2 separate regions of the Mus musculus genome follow, and region 1 is linked to region 2. The links are chromatin contacts, called in public HiChIP or PLAC-seq maps. All regions are on one chromosome and are shown on one strand. The core of a region is the stretch at or near the end of the contact, and the rest is flanking DNA. Distances in the headings are between cores, read along the strand shown. Region 1 overlaps Gm32652 (a long non-coding RNA gene). Region 2 overlaps Gm26685 (predicted gene, 26685).

Region 1 (2,700 bases), core at 38-2,537, 380 kb after region 2:
TAACCATCTTCCTTCTGGGACCACTCTGATCAGAAGATATACTTAGCAATTTTAACTTCCTTTAATTGGTCAGTAAAGTTATTGGAAGGAGCTCAGGTTTCGATCATATAATGACACCAGATGATGTGTGATGACTTGTAATGACATCTTTCCTCTTTTCCCCCAGTCACATTTTCTTTTCTTGTTTAATGTCCACGCCACTGCCCCCTCTCTGAAGAGATCTCCTTGCTTTCCCTTGCTCTTGTCTAGCTCCCATTCAATCCCTCTCTCTCCTACCTTCAGCATGGCTGACCTCTGTGTTTCTCTCTCAGAGCCACTGCCCCATTTAAAATGCTTTCTGTCTCAGTCGCTGTCACCTCTCTGTATATTCTTGTTCATCTGTTCCTATACTTATCCTCTAGCAAATGCCTGGAGAGTCATACAGTGTGAGTCACTGAGACATTAATAAGTTATTCTTTGTGAAGGCAGATGACATCACTAACCCACTGTCTGGGACATATGCCCTTGATTAGTTTGTTCCACAGCAGAAGGGAGTGGATAATGCAGTCTTCCCAGGTCCCAGCTCTTCCCCTAAGGATGAGTTCCAGAACCTTCTAAAGTAAGGTTTGAGATAACAGCCAGCAGACTTAGAACTAAAAGTCGGCAAAGTTACTAGCTCATAAGATTTGCTGCAAGCAAAGAATCGTCCTGGGAGGCCAATGCTCAAAACTAGATATGACTGGGACATTTTAACCAAAAGTGTCCTGGTTAAGGTTTAGTTAGTTTTTATTGTGGTCCCGAAAGTATAAGTTTGTATGGCTGTGTGGTGCTTAATGGTGTTGCCAGTCAATAAATATGTAATCGGTATGTCATCTCCAGTCCTATCTGCCATCATTAAGAAATGGTCACAGAGATAAACTGGGAAAAGCCACAGAGCTGGTGTGTGTAAGAGCCTGGGCTTGAACACACTCTTCTTTCCATTACAGCATGATACCACATATATTCCCCAGCTTCCATTCCTCTCTTCTTGGATATGGATAACAAGAGTCTCATCTGATAGCAAAGAAAAACCCAAAAACAGCCAAAGTGCCAGAGGCTGACTCCTCCTGTCACAGTCATTTCCTGCACCAAGTTTGAGATGCAGGGGACCCAGTGACTGACACTTGTCCTCAGAGTTTCAGAAACTGTTTCCTAGCACGCTAGCTGTCCCGGGAAGGAAGCAGCATTCATTGTTTTCATTCCTTTGCGGGGCGCTTAGCTGTTCCTTACTTTGATCACCTGGCACAGGAAATAGCGTAAGGCTGCTTAGGCACAGCCAACTCACTTTCATCATGCCCAGACAATGTTCTGACGTTTTTTGTTGGATCTGAATATGCCAACCTTGTGCTGTGAAACTAAGTGAGGGTTGCTAAATATCATCAGTCTTGGAAAATCAGTTGTCACTTTCTGTGTGTGTTTCTTGTCTCCCTAGACTGAGCAGGGGAGACAGGGTCTCTATGTTAATGATGATAGCGAGATCTTCAGAGACAATAATGGATAAGTTCATCTTAGCTGCTGCTGATATATGCTATGCCACGTGCAGAAACAGGAATCTAGCAGAGCTCTACCCACAACAGAGTCTCTTCTGTATATTATCCCAGCATCCTCATAGATAAAATTGAGGGGACAAGATAAATAAGACCCTTCCAAATGTTGGCTGCTTTCTCTGCTGTGAAAATTGGAAAGAATTCTCAATTCTAAAAACATTAGTGGGGTGCTTCACTACATCTTTTTTGTTCTATGAGAATAATAGATGTATTAAAACCTTAACTCTAGCTCAAGACACAGACATGCAAGAAAAACAGTTCCACAATTAATTGAGGCGGAAGTGAAGGAACAGAAGCATAAACAAAGTGTCCCGGGCCTGGAGAAGAAGGAACTGGCATGATCTGGAATGGGGGCCTGCAAAGGCTATGGGAAAACTGGTCTTACCCAGATAAAGAGGACTTCAAAACATGAAGAACAGCGAAGATGTCTCCACTTTCAGAATCAAAAGTATCTATTACAGTCAGCCTTCTGGCAAGCATACTACCTACTAAACACCATTCAAGGTGCACAGCATACATTGCTCTATTGAACCTCAGCTACAATGTCAAGGATAAGATATTATTTTATCTATTTCCTACATCAAAAAAGCAAGTTCTAGCTAAGCATGGTAGCACATGCCTGTAATTTTAGCTCTCAAGAGCCTGAGATAAGGGGATCCAGTGTTCAAAGCCAACTTGGGCTGTATAGCAAGGCCATGTCTTGATTATCTTTTTTTAAAAAAAATGAAAAATAAGTAAGGTTCTTTGAAATAAAGTGTGGTTTGGCTAGGTGCTGGGTTGGCTGAGGGATCTCCTGGGACATCTCATGTGACATCATATGTGACTCTCATGTGACATCACGTGTCCTTCTGTTACCTGCCATCTCCACGTCACTTCTGTGATATGCTCATGAGCACAGATGCCACCTCTGCAAAAAGCCACATTAATTCCTCTGTTAAATTTTGTTCTTTACTCATATTTTCTTTACATTTTGATAAAAGAACAATAATTATAGTTCAGCCCTAGTCACAATCACATTTTCTAGTATGTATGAAGCTATGCTATTTCAAGCCTGTCCAGGTATTAATGCCACACTGAAAAACCATTAACATTATCATTCCTGCTTCAAGAGATGAAGTCATCGGCTCATCCAGGT
Region 2 (2,700 bases), core at 184-2,683:
TGGGTCCTGGGTGCCCTTTCCCAGTTGGTCTTTTACACAGCCCTGGAGTTTTTCTTCTTTGGAAGCTGCTGCTGGGAGAGAGAATTGTCTGTGCCAACCGCGGAGAACTTCTTCTGGTTGGGTTACTATTGTGAAAGTGAGTGAACACCTGGGGGAAGCAGATGTCTGTCTGTCTGCCTGTCTGTCTGATTGTCTGGCTCACCTGCTCTCCTCTCTCTGCTTGGGGAACTGCTGGGAGACGACAGAGCAGGAGCACTGCAGAGCCTTTCAGTCAACCTACAGGAGGGTATTACAGAGTGCGGAGGGGGAGCCCTTGAGGACTGGATGTGGTGTGTGTGTGTGTGTGTGTGTGTGTGGTATGTGCATGTGTGTGCATGTGTGTGTATATATGTGGTATGTGTGTGGTTTGTGCATGTGTGTGTATGTGATATATGTGTCTCTATGTGTGTGGTTTGTATGTGTAAGTGTGTGCATGTGTGTGTATATGTATGCATGATATGTTTGTGTGGTATGTATATGCGGTATATGTCTGTTTGTATATGTATGTGGTGTGTGCACATGTGTGTGATATTTGTGCTGTGTGTATGTGTTTATGTGCTGTATGTATGCATGTGTGTGTATGTGTGTATGTGGTGTGCATATATGCATGTGTGTATAGCGGCTTGTATTACAAATGCTAATTATATCCCCTCAAACTGTTTATAGACTATTGAGCTGTTTAAGACATATTAAAATATAAAGGCTGTGTGTGTGTCTTTCATTTGGGAACATAAACATTGAGGCAGGTAGTGAACCACGCCAACAGGATTTATTAATTAATTGATACACATACAACATGTGTATATGTATATGTATATGTATAGTATATGTATATGTATATGTATATGTATATGTATATGTATATGTATATGTATATGTATATGTGGGGTGTGTGTGTGTGTGGTGTGTAGGGCTAGGAATCTAAAGCTGCGAGGCCAGAAGACTTCATATGTCTTTAACTTTGCAATTCATGTGAAAATTTTATTCTGGTTTCTAAAATATCTTTTTCTTAATGTAAAATTCATTAAAAAGCTTAACAGATTATTTAACACCTTTTATGCTGCAAATTTTCTACTGGAAGTGACACTACATCAATCCTTGGCTAGGTTTTACCCCACATGATGCCAACTGGCCAGCACCTGTTTTCAGAAGCCGTCTGTGGACAGAACTTGAAAAAGATCGCTGTTGTCAAGACGGAAGAGGCCAAAGCAAGGGAAATACCTTGGGTGGATGTAGCAACTTTCCTACCTCTGATCCTCCTGTTGGAAACTCCAGGCTGAGCACAGACCCAACATTCCTGCCACAGATAAAATTAATTCCCCTGCTGTACAGTTCAAAAGGCTGTCACCATGCTGAGAATCTAAGTGACTTCCTGCAAGCCACCACTCAGTACCAAGCGTACTGTCTTAGTTTCATGGACTGTGGCAGGATGTGTTTTCAGTGAGCTGTGACAGGAACTTGTAGATAATATTTTGAGGAAGTCCCTCTTGTCTTACCTCTACCCACCTAGGTCTTTTTTTGGTAAACTCCTTTTGTGAAAACTTCTTCTAAGCTCAGGGAAGTAGAGACCTCTCATACTCCCCTCTTTGCTTACTCTCCAGTTCTAGAACAATGTCTGGCACATGGGGCATGCGCTCCTTAAATACTTTTTCTAATGGCTGAATTTGTAGACTTAGAACTCGGAGTGTTTTCAATACTCCACCGAAGCTGGAGAGTAGAAAGCATGGGTGTGAGTGGAGTCCAGACTAAAGAACAGAGGAGTGACCCAATGAAGGCAGACTGCCAGACATGCACAGGTATTGTCAGAGGGCGGGTGCCTGAGGAAGGCAGGCATGAAGGAGAAGGGGTTATGTCAACCTGGAGAGGTCACTGCAAGAGGTGATGCGTGCATTCTCAGGAACTGTGTCTCAGGAACCGTGGAGAAACCAAAGCTTGTTAGAGCTTTTGTCTCAACCTCAGTGTGTCAGGGTGCAGAGGCTAGACCAGGAGATTCCTGATTGGCCCTGGCTAGAACTCGACTCTACCTCAGTACTTGAGTCCGGGAGAGGCTATGAAGATGAATCCAAATGGCAATATTTTCCTCCGCCTCTGCTCAGTCCCAAGATACCTATCAATCCAAAGGGAGATGGTTTCCTCCTCTTGGAGGAGAAACTGTGGGGAAATCCCTGATGGAAGGCAGTGCTCGAGCTAGCTAATCTGGCACTGTGCTAGTGGAAAGGACTCTGGTTAGATGTTTTTCATGGGCACAGTGTGTGAAGCAGGTGAGGAGAGCCAATGAGTAGCCAAGTGGTCATCCGGCATCCCTGTTGCCTGGCATTATGGATAGAACTCCTATCTTTCTTTTCTTCCTCCATAAGCAGCATCTTGGTGCTTCTCTTTCTGGGTTCACGGGCTTCTTAAATTTTTAGGTTCCTTTGCACTGGCTTATGCAGATATCCCACCTCTCGAATGAGAAGAACCAAGGGGTTAGAAGTGCAGATTAAGTCACAGGTTTCTGAGCTGCTTGTCTCCCAGCTAGGGTAGCCTGTGTTGGGTACACAGTGATTAGGCTCAAAGGATCTCAGGTCTGGTCATCTGTTTTTATTCTGGTTTCTGTCTTTAATAGCTCTCTAATCCTGGATAATCAATTTAGTGTTTGTAGACTCTGAAGTTCTTTAGAAA

Evidence for each region. HiChIP or PLAC-seq counts read pairs in DNA pulled down with a chosen protein or histone mark.
Region 1: a CTCF HiChIP or PLAC-seq map of large pre-B cells shows a contact between it and region 2, with 5 times the contacts expected there. The contact joins two enhancer-like sites. A contact is called at or near these places in 1 of 15 datasets of contacts at CTCF or cohesin (large pre-B cells), 3 of 484 Hi-C or Micro-C datasets (CD4 T cells, liver and uterus), 5 of 115 datasets of contacts at active chromatin or transcription factors (the 230-238 cell line, embryonic basal ganglia, large pre-B cells and 2 more) and 1 of 9 other capture datasets (embryonic stem cells).

Annotation. Positions count from the first base shown.
Region 1 is chr1:164,887,529-164,890,228 of GRCm38.p6, forward strand. The region is part of intron 1 of Gm32652 (a long non-coding RNA gene); the gene reads right to left. Among named protein-coding and RNA genes, the nearest start is that of Gm32652, 11 kb to the right of the region's middle. Within about 2 kb of position 1,288, at least 52 of the 459 cell types and tissues checked have an H3K27ac peak or open chromatin away from gene starts, as enhancers often do.
Region 2 is chr1:164,510,363-164,513,062 of GRCm38.p6, forward strand. The region is part of intron 2 of Gm26685 (predicted gene, 26685); the gene reads left to right. Among named protein-coding and RNA genes, the nearest start is that of Gm26685, 8.4 kb to the left of the region's middle. Within about 2 kb of position 1,434, at least 31 of the 459 cell types and tissues checked have an H3K27ac peak or open chromatin away from gene starts, as enhancers often do.